Linked DNA regions of Salvelinus alpinus: region 2 is linked to region 1. Evidence: chromatin contacts called from public Hi-C data. All regions are on one chromosome and are shown on one strand. Each heading gives the region's core, a stretch centred on a gene start, on an enhancer-like site or on the middle of the called end of the contact. The rest is flanking DNA. Distances are from core to core; before and after follow the strand shown. Region 1 holds the start of LOC139545005 (sin3 histone deacetylase corepressor complex component SDS3-like). Region 2 holds the start of pebp1 (phosphatidylethanolamine binding protein 1).

Region 1 (5,517 bases), core at 1,278-3,777:
GAGGCTTCATGCCATGGATCATCACTGGAGGCTTCTTGCCATGGATCATCACTGGAGGCTTCGTGCCATGGATCATCACTGGAGGCTTCGTGCCATGGATCATCACTGGAGGCTTCGTGTCATGGATCATCACAGGAGGCTTCGTGCCATGGATCATCACTGGAGGCTTCGTGCCATGGATCATCACTGGAGGCTTCGTGCCATGGATCATCACTGGAGGCTTCTTGCCATGGATCATCACCGGAGGCTTCTTGCCATGGATCATCACAGGAGGCTTCGTGCCATGGATCATCACTGGAATGGAGAGACACACAGGAGGCCTGGCTCTGGGAGAAGGCACAGGACTCACCAGGCTGGGGAGACATGCAGGAGGGTTAGGGCTTAGCACAGGCAAAGAACTCACCAGGCTGGGGAGACATGCAGGAGGCCTTGTCCTTGGCCGAGGCACCGGATGCACTGGACCATGGAGGCGTACTGGCGGTCTCGAGCGCAGAGCTAGCACAACTCCTTCTGGCTGGATCCCCCCTGTAGCCCGGCAAGTGCGGGGAGTTGGAACAGGCCGCACTGGGCTGTGCTGGCAAACCGGGGACACCGTGCGTAGGACTGGTGCAGTATACCCCGGGCCGAGGAGACGCACGTGCGATGTAGCGCACCGGGCTATGCGTGCGCACTGGGGACACCGTGCGCTTCACCGCATAACACAGTGCCTGCCCAGTCACTCTCTCGCCACGGTAAGCACGGGGAGTTGGCTCAGGTCTCCTACCTGAGTCCGCCAATCTCCCCGTGTGCCACCCCCCCCCAAAAAAATCTGGGGCTGCCTCTCGTGCCCGTTACCTCGAGCCAATTCCTCGTAGTGTCGCCGCCCCGCTCTAGCTGCCTCCAGCTCCTCTTTCGGACGGCGATACTCCCCCGGCTGTGCCCAGGGTCCCTTGCCGTCCAAAATTTCCTCCCATGTCCAGGAGTCCATTTTCCCACGCTGCTTGGTCCTTTGGTGGGTGATTCTGTAACGAACGTCGTCGGGAGAAGGAGAAGAGGACCAAGAAGACTCAAGGCTGTAATTGCTGCCAAATGTGCTTTTCTTTTATTATAACCTTTATTTAACTAGGCAAGTCAGTTAAGAACAAATTCTTATTTACAATGACAGCCTACCCCAGCCAAACCCGGACAATTGGGCCAATTGTGCGCCGCCCTATGGGACTCCCAATCAGGGCCAGATGTGATACAGCCTGGATTCAAACCAGGGACTGTAGTGGCACCTCTTGCACTGAGATGCAGTGTCTTAGACCCTGAGATGCAGTGTCTTAGACCGCTGCACCAGCACTCGGGAGTGCTTCAACAAAGTACTGAGTAAAGGGTCTGAATACTCATGTAAATGTGATATTTCAGTTTTACATTAAAACAAATTCTTTTAAATCCAAAATGACAACCTGTTTTTGCTTTGTCATTATGGGGTATTGCGTGTAGATTTTTCAACCATTTTAGAATAAGGCTGTATCGTAAAAAAATTGAAAAAGTCAAGGGTTCTGAATACTTTCTGAAAGCACTGTACCATACTTTGTGCCTTATTGCTTAATCATAGCAGTCATACGAGTTAAATCGACATCCATTGATAGAAAAGTGTGTAAAGGCAAATTATTTTATTTTGCGACATATTGAAAAGCCTTTGCGTTATGACAGCTCGCAATAGTTTGCTTATACCGTCATTACAAATTACTACGATATTCCTTATTAATTGGCTCTAACGATATGGAAAATGGTTTATAGTATAAATATGGCAACTCATCTCTTGCTGTGGGAAAAAATATGGTCTTGTTTTCCGCGCTTTGGGCAGGTTTTTAGTGCTTTTTTTGTTGATAGACCTAGATTATCTGTTCAATATAATGGATATTCTGTGTTTGGGGTCCCTATGGTTTTGTCAAGGTAAATGTCGGTGTATGTGTGATGACCGCAAAAAACGAACAACCCTACTCGGCAACTATTTCGAATACCCAGGTTTAGGGATATTCATATTTTAGTGTCTATACAGTTATGTGAACGTGAGGGACGTAAATACTTTCAAGACACGCACTTTACCCCGATAGCCATTGTGTTATGATTGACCCAGCGCAGGGTCAATTCATAACAAAATCGCAAAGATCGGGGCTAGCAAATCAACATGTGGCAAATGTTGGCACTCGATGTAAACCGTTTGCTGCTGGGAATTAGCTGACTGGTCAAATAAGAAACGACGGTTTACTAATATGGAGTGAATGGATGGATGTCCGGCATGTGCAATTCTGTATAGCATTTAATTGCAAATTTATTTGATACAAATCGATGAAAATCTTTTGCTCTGCACAAGGGCTGACCTCGAAATGCCTAATTAGACTGCCCAAATATAGCGAAGATACTGGTAACTAACCCTGTTTCATGGAAAAAGGCTATTTAATTTATACTGTTACATTGGTATATGCATGACACAAAGATGTGATAAAATTACTCTTAAAAATAATCTCTACAGTTTTGTTTTCAATATTTTGGTCAGGCGCAATAACGGCCATCTTACTTATCATGGGGTCTTAACAGATGTAGGCGCTGTTTTGTTCTGAACTGCAAATTCCAAATCGATTGTTTATCTAACGTTTGTTTACATTTTTACTTGCCATCAAATGGCTTCTACTTTACTATCACCGATGGTAGATTATTACAATGATGAAGAAGAACTTGATAGTGTGGACGACGACGATGATCGAAGCTTCAGGGGAAGAGACTCGGAAGAAGGTAGGTTCGCCAATGTAGCACATTTGTTAGCTAGCTCTAACTCTTGTGATATTTGCTAATAAACGTTAACGTTAGTTTTCTCAAATAGTCTCCTAAAACTAGTGTGACCTTTGCACATTTTTATTTTATTTTTTAGAATGAACCCATCCCCATTGAACTGTAAAAATTGCGCTAGCTTGGGTAACTAACGCTAGCTAGCCATCGTTGAATTAACAACACAGGCTTCTATAATCCGTGGGGATCGTACACCACGACGCGGACGCTAGCTAGTTGTTCGCTAACGGGTTATTTAGCTGGAGTGTAATCATGAGTCCAAACAGTTAAAACGAGAGTTTCTATTGGGCAAATTCAGGTAGGTCCCTCCCCTTTTCGTTTTGGTGTAATGAATACGCCCCTGGCAAGCAAGCTACCTGTTAGTGTAGATGGGGGAGGAGTTCATATCTTTTTCAACTTTCATGTTTAGCGGTGAAGCCCGGCTTTACTTTTCTACAGCGAAACGTTGTCAAGTGGTGGACAGACAGCGCTAACGTAGTATATAGAAGAGAGAGCAAGTGGTCTTAGTAACCGTGCATTGGACTTGGAGTCTCGATTCTGGAGTTAAGTTCGTAACAGGCAGGCAGTCAATCTCAGTAAAACATTTCTAATCGTTGACAGGTGGCAAGAAAGACTCATTTGCTTTACCACCAATATGATTTCAGTGATTGGCCTTTTCTGACACCGTCTTGCCACTGTTGGTGTGAAGTATAAGAAACTATATTTGATTTTGTAATTTCAGCTCTCCTTACATGTCCAGTTAACTTTGAGGCCAGCCATTTCATTGGGTACGTGCGTAGATGCCGATGAAGGTGGTTGGTTGGGATAGCTAAATTAGTTAGGTTTTAAGGCCCACCAAAATCGGTCGGGCGCAGATGCAGGCTAATTCCAAATGTCACGTTGCATTTGTGCTGTTAACTTTGGGTATAGCTACAGATTAAGCAATGACCCTTACTCATGTTAACTATATTTGATGGAGAGTTGTGTTAGTATTGTCAATGCTAAGTCGGCCATTCACTGGTGTTGTAACTAGCTAGCAAGCGATAACGTTACGCCGCTAGCTAACGTTAGCTACCATCAGCTGACAGGTCACCGGCAAACCTGCTTTGGCTTTGCGCTGGCAAACTCAGTAGCTAGCGAGCTAGTCGGGTATCTAAAATAGGTACCTAACTACGTATTCTCATGCAGGCCACGCAGAGATTGCATCTATCTAACAAAATTTAAAACCAGTTCAATTGCCAAGTCTTGAATTAGCCGTTGCTAATAGCTAAATTGGCTAGCTTGACAAATCGCTCTCGTATTTGGCTTCATCAATTTGCTACGCGTTAGCAACGGGACAAATGTTAGGCACTCAATGTAAACCCTTTTGTTGAGAATTAGCTGGCTGATCAAATAAGAAACGACTGTTTACTAATCTGGAGTCACTGCCCGGTCTGTGCAATTATGTCTAACATTTAATTGCTAACTTTTTGATAGAAATGAGCAAGCCTGTTAGCTGAACGCTTAGTTGGCTATCTTGCCGTCTTGCGTGTGGCTACTTTAGCCTACGACATAACATTTCGCATTTATCAGACGACCTTGTTTTACTTTGTTAGTTTATTTTTGTAAAAGTCTAAAGGGAAATGGCTGGTAACGCACTCATTGGGGATCCAAATAAAGGTAACTTGACTGAGTAGCTACATCTATCCTACTACTGTTTCCAGCTTTCCTAAAAGTAGAAATTTCATTGACTTGCTATTGAACAAATTGTTCTGAATGTTTTCTTGGCATAGGCCCGATGTCATATGATATTGGTGAACTGTTAGCCTACTTACTGACGTCCGCCATTTTCCCCCCCTTTTTTTTCTCCCTCTTTCAGACACAGAAGATGCCAGTGAAACTGACCTGGCGAAACATGATGAGGATGACTATGTGGAAATCAAAGAACAGTGAGTGTTGTCCACCAATTGCACGGTTACACTGGATAGAATATATGTTGACATGGATCAAAAGGAATGTTCAAAATGTAGCCTGATCTTGAAGGACTACATTTACAGATTTAGTAGTTGGTTGTGATAATCATGTTTTATTTGGTTTCAGGATGTACCAAGACAAGCTGGCATCATTGAAAAGGCAGTTGACGCAACTCCAAGAGGGTAGTGTCACTGTTTCTAATTATCCTCACAGCGTTTATGAATTAGGCCTATCCTATAATCCGTTCATTATCCTCCTTGCATTCACAATCAATGTGATTATCAATGTCATGAATTCCTCCGCGTGCATAAGTCGAGCTGAGCCGACCTTTATCATTTTGCACAACTGTTATGACGGAGCCTCAGAGGTGGTGCTCTTTGCATTGAGAGATTGGTTGGATAAGAAGTTAGGCATACAGTTGAAGTTGGAAGTTTACGTACACTTAGGTTGGAGTCATTAACTTGTTTTTCAACCACTCCACAAATGTCTTGTTAATAAACTATAGTTTTGGCAAGTCGTTTAGGACATATCATTTGTGCATGACAAGTTATTTTCCAACAATTGTTTAGACAAATGTTTTCACTTATAATTCACTGTATCACAATTCCAGTGGGTCAGAAGTTTACATACACTAAGCTGACTGTACCTTTAAACAGCTTGGAAAATTCCAGAAAATGTCATGGCTTTTAAAGCTTCTGATAGGCTAATTGACATATTTTGAGTCAATTGGAGGTGTACCTGTGGATGTATTTCAAGGCATACCTTCAAACT
Region 2 (5,517 bases), core at 821-3,320, 170 kb before region 1:
GATGAGGTATTTGGGTTATTACACAACAATAAGATATGTACACAAGTCATTTGAACAAGCACCACTGGCCACTGTATCTGATAGGTATCTATTAAGAGCTTCGGATATATACCGATATTCAAATTGTCACCAATCCCCGAGCAACCACTATCAGAGACCATTAAGTCTGTTTCCCTTATAGTCACCTACAGTATACAAGCAGCTCTGTGCTCCAGCCAGCAGCCTTCTGGGAGATTGAGTTCTGGGCTCTGCAGCTGTAGTTCCCCTGAGCTGTGGGCTGAACATCCTCTATCCTGAAGTCCAGCCATGACCCACTGCCCACCGCCAGAGAGTCGTTACTGGACGCCACACCCTGAAACCCCCAGGACAGGCTCTGGGAGGGGTAGGACAAGCTGGAGCAGTTGAATGACACCGTGGAACCCCTGACAACAAAGAGAGTTCCGTTGGAAAGAGGCGTGGCTGGCTGGATGTCTATGATGCTATTGTCAGGACCACCTGCAAGAAGTAAACATGAGATACTTTACAATAGTGTTGCCAAAGAAGGCAGACACTTTCCACTTGAAAACAGTCCTCACAGCATACAACAATCAAGCCTTGTTACAACCAAAGGCACCCATCTTTCATTATTGAGCAATGTGGACTGATTCCATAACATACACAACGTTTGTAAAAATATACAGTCCCATACCATCCATCCATCATATACTACATAATGGTCAAGGAACCCCTCTGATCATGATAGTTCAAATGCCTACAAGACACATAGGCTACTACAGCATGTGCTATGAAACCAGCCCCAGCACCAAATCATCCGGAATAACCAGTTTCAAGGCAATAATTGTTCAAAATAGTATCTAGGGCAACTGACCAAGATACCAGTACAGTATCTGCAAGTCATTATATGAAGGACATCAACACACATTGTTATGATAGAACACAGATACTTACTGACTATTTGCAATGTGAGACTTGTTTGAGTTTTGTTCTCATGGGGTAAAGAATCACAGAGATATGTCCCCTCATCTGATAGATTTACTCCGTTGATGTACAAGCTTTGATTGTACAGTATGGTCAGGTGCCCTTCACTTGAGGATATTGGAATTATAATGGAATGATTGCGTTCAATGGTAAACTGTCCATTCTTCATCCATCGCGTGAATGAGGGGGTCACATTGGTCGCAGTGTTCCAACACGGAAGTATAATATTCTCTCCCAGTGTTCCAGCTACAGCAGTTTCATCTGAGCGCCCATTTGCTGCAACTTTCATAAAAACAATGAGCACGATAATTTAAGACAAGAGACACGATTCAACAAATAGGCTATAAAAGTGAACAGTAGGCTACATAGATCAAAACGTCAGACCTAATATATAACTAATTTCACTGTATAGGCTAAAAACAATGGATTATGTTTCATAAACATGTCACAAGTGGACACTCACCGGTCTGATGCATGACCTGAAGAAAAATTGCAACTGCGAAGGCATTCATAATTATTCCTCCTACTGTATAGCATATATACTCTGATTTATAGTTAGACAAATGCTTTGGTTGCCAACCTCTGTCTGACTACCTGTTGTGCATGCGGTGACACCTCTACACCTGGTTTACATAACACTGGTTAGAGTAATTAATATAGGAATTATGAGCCACTATAATTCAATATTTTTCTTCTCCATGGAACTGCCACATGCTATAATTTTTCAGCCATTTGGCTACCTGGCTGTTTACTCGCGCGTGTTTATCCGGAAACTTCAAACCACACCCAACACTTACCTTCTTAAAGGTGCAGCAGGGGATTTCTAGTTTATTGACAGTTGATACCGCTGTCACCGCGCTGATCGACGAAGCGTGTTACCCAAGTTCACTGAGAAGGTGACAGACAGCCTATTATCTCTTTCTCTATAGTGATATCTAACTCAGGGAAAACTAACACAAAAGTGTCTGAAATGTAGGTAATTTATATATATATTTTTTTAATCTTAAAGACACAATGTAGCTTTATCAGCAAAACGTGACAATTCGAGTAGGAGTGGGCCTTGGTAATGAAAAGAACATTCTAGAAAGACAAATTCGGGTCATTGGGCAGTAAAGTGAGGGATTGACAGAACCTTAGGCCAATCACAAGTGCTAACTGTAGAGCTAGACGTACTGTGATTGGCCTAAACGCAATGCATAGTCCGGACTCCGGGCCCTGCCTGTGCCTGCCCCCTTGTGTTTTTGTGCAGTATAAGTCAAAGAAGGTCCTGTTTTCAGCTCTCCGGAATCAGTCAAAATGCCGGTAGATTTAAGCCAGTGGACAGGGAATCTTGCACTAACAGAGGTGGATGAGAAGCCTGCACAGACCCTCCATGTCAAGTATGGCTCTCTTGAAATCGACGAGTTGGGCAAAGTGCTCACGCCAACACAGGTACTGTCAAAGCTGAACGCTAACGACTTAACGAATATTTATTTTAGAACTAAACCAAGATAGACCATGCCTATCTTTTCCAACGGGACCAAACGAGTCAAAGTGGGCAGAACAAGCAAATAAACAAAAGGAATATTCAGAAATTAACATTGTGTAGCTGTGATAACTGCAGAAACTACAACGCCTTTTTGTTTGTGCCACACTCGTTTATTTTACAATTGTGTTCTGTGAGCAATGCCCTAGATTTGTTTATGCCGACTCCATTAAAAAGTCATCTCTATCCCCATGATCAGTCAACAAAACAACTAATCGTGTTTGGTTTATATTCTTTAGTTGCTGACCGTTCTCCAACACTGTGGTGTACACTGTAAGAATGAGTTACTCGCCGTTGCATCAGCGTTCATCTTTGACATAATAACTAACGAGTTAGCGGATCTTTTTTTAAATAACTAAACCAAGATAGACCATGCCTGTCGTTTCCAATGGGACCAAACGAGTCATAGTGGGCAGAACAAGGACGTGGGCAGAGCCAAACATGAGCTAGCGAGATCCTATTGGCGCGTTCCAGCCTGTATCTGCGCCGCCTATCTGAGATCCGCCTGTGCAATAACTGAATTCGCCTTTGCACTCCTAAAAGCGATTAGAAAATAAATATATCTCACACACAAATACTTTTGGAAAGGGTAAAGTCTACAAAACTTAGTCCACTCTGTTCATAACATATTATAGTTTTGGGGACAAATGTTTAATCGTTGAGAAAATGCGCAGAATGTCACCCAAAATCCATATCGTTCCATCTTCTCCGGCCAGTGTGCTTCTTCTCACTACATATTTGGTAGTGAGCGGAAACGCCAAGCGGATGCTTCACATTCAAACATCCGGTAAAATATCTCATTGTTCTATCTGTGGAGTTAGCTTGCATAGAGTCGAATATAATTCGGAGTTGTAGGGTTTACAGCACGTGCTCACGATTATGCTCAATAGATAGTAGTTGATTTGAAATAAGCTAATTTTAAAAATGTTATTGATTGCTAGCTAGCTAGAATTTGCATGACCAGGTTTATTTGCAAAAATGTGACAATGCACAAAACCGTGTCAGTGTGCAATAATGTTCCAGTCTTGCTTAGACTGCATGAGAGCTGGTCTGACCATACACTGACTGTCTGCACTGCAGAGATGAGGGTTGGGCAATGAATGTATGTCAATCAGCACTCTCTTAGTGCAGGATTTTTGACCTAACTCAAATTAACATAATTATCCACAGTTCAATCTAATATTCTTAATACATTAAACTGATTTATGTTGCTTATTGTTTGTTATACCAACTATACAAACCACAGTTAATATTTGTGGTAGCAACCATTCTGATTTATCAAATTTTATTGGTCACATACACATGGTTACCAGATGTTAATGTGAGTGTAGTGAAGTGCTTGTATTGTGATACCAACCTTGACTTGTGAAAGTATTTTTGGCTTGTAGGGTATTTGTTGTGATACCAACTATATTGACCACCGCTTGTGAGTTATTACCAAAATGGGATTGGCTTGTATTTGTGAGACCAACTACATTCCCCTTGGTTTGTTTCTTCACAGGTGCAGAGCAGTCCCACCTCTATAGAGTGGGAGGGGTGTGACTCCACTAAGCTGTACACCCTGGCCATGACCGACCCCGACGCACCCAGCAGGAAAGACCCCAAATTCGGGTGGGCTACCGTAGGGCTGGGTGATATCAAATGAATTCGAATTTGTTTTAGCACAATATTCTAAATGCATGTTTCTCCAGAATCACATATTATTGTGTTTTTGAGCATTACTGTATTTTTTTTTGGGGGGGGGGCTCTTTTTCACTTCTTCTGTGCTGTGTGCACCTTCCCATTTCTCTCTCTCGCTCACACACACTTACAACAACAAAGCTGAGAGATCACTTCGTCTCTGACAAGCGGTTTCAACTTGCTATTTGCGTTTGAGGTTTGGTACAACAGAATGGGTCACATGGACACAACACATATTATAGAGAAGTTAACCTTTCTCATGTCTCAACTCAAATTATGTGCAGAGCAGACTACTGAAACAGGAGTATCAATAAACGTTGATTATGGACAATCAAGACTGTTGTATAAATGTGCAGTAAGCATTAAACACAATTATATAAGGATTTGGTAACTCGTTCTCATTCTGAGAAATTAGGTAGGTCACTTAATATCAACTTTTACATAAAAATGTCCTGATGAATATAAATCTAAAAAAAGTTGAAGGAACTGAAAGTAGCGCCAAGAAGACGAGAAGGAACAGTTTGTTTTTGGGCTTGAAGTTTTTGCACAGTTAACCAATTATTAGCCTCTAATGCGTGATCAATGAGCAACACAACATTATTCACTTGTATCGTCATGCTCATTCTGTCTTATTCTCCCTCTGGTTTCTGCTTAGTCACACTACAAGTGCCATCACTGCACAAGAAACAGAAACACTGACATTGTATTGTTATTCTTTAAAAGAAAGAAAGCCTAGGAAGTTATCCAGCATTTTTTTTGTCATCTTGTGACAAATTTACTGACTTGCCTAGTAAAAAAAAAAAAAAAACATGATATTGGGGGCCCCGTTGGCATTAGACTAGCACTGGGCTTTGGTAACTCGTTCTCATTCTGAGAAATTAGGCAGGTCACTTAATATCAACATCTGGGGGAAAAAGTGGACAAGCTAGCATGCTGTTCAAACATGGACAGAAGGGTATGGTCATAACAATTCAACTGTTCTACCTTGTTAGCTAGCAGATAGATCCAAGTTGGCTAAACTTGAAATGTAAAGGGTAGCTGGCTACTTACTAGCACATGGGCTTTTGCTTGACAGATTGTTTGAGACCTGGGTTCATTTTCTATAACGCCTGCTATAAGAAGTCAGTCATTTATTAGTGCATTATGCATTGTTCTGGTACATTAACAAATTACATTTTCATAGACTTGAAAACCAGATCAGTGACTTTTTGATAAAATTAGTTCTTTGTGTGGAGGCTTGACCTTTTCTTAATTGTACAACAAAGCTTATTTTGAGAAAACAAATGAGATGTGAATCGCCCATAAATGTGAATAAATCAAGATTATTTTTGGGG

The links. A called contact is a pair of places that touch in the nucleus more often than the background predicts.
Region 2: a contact with region 1 is called in a Hi-C map of muscle, with 6 times the contacts expected there. The contact joins the promoter of pebp1 here to the promoter of LOC139545005 in region 1. A contact is called at or near these places in 2 of 3 Hi-C or Micro-C datasets (muscle and red muscle).

What each region holds. Positions count from the first base shown.
Region 1 is chr19:10,994,912-11,000,428 of SLU_Salpinus.1, reverse strand. It overlaps LOC139545005 (sin3 histone deacetylase corepressor complex component SDS3-like), which reads left to right and starts at 2,527. Exons shown (of 11, transcript XM_071352311.1): 1 at 2,527-2,760; 2 at 4,652-4,721; 3 at 4,873-4,928. The coding sequence starts at 2,649.
Region 2 is chr19:11,164,558-11,170,074 of SLU_Salpinus.1, reverse strand. pebp1 (phosphatidylethanolamine binding protein 1) reads left to right here and starts at 2,070. Exons shown (of 4, transcript XM_071352347.1): 1 at 2,070-2,409; 2 at 4,005-4,114. The coding sequence starts at 2,275. LOC139545020 (V-set and immunoglobulin domain-containing protein 10-like) reads right to left here and starts at 1,912. Exons shown (of 9, transcript XM_071352344.1): 1 at 1,776-1,912; 2 at 949-1,260; 3 at 190-495. The coding sequence starts at 1,147.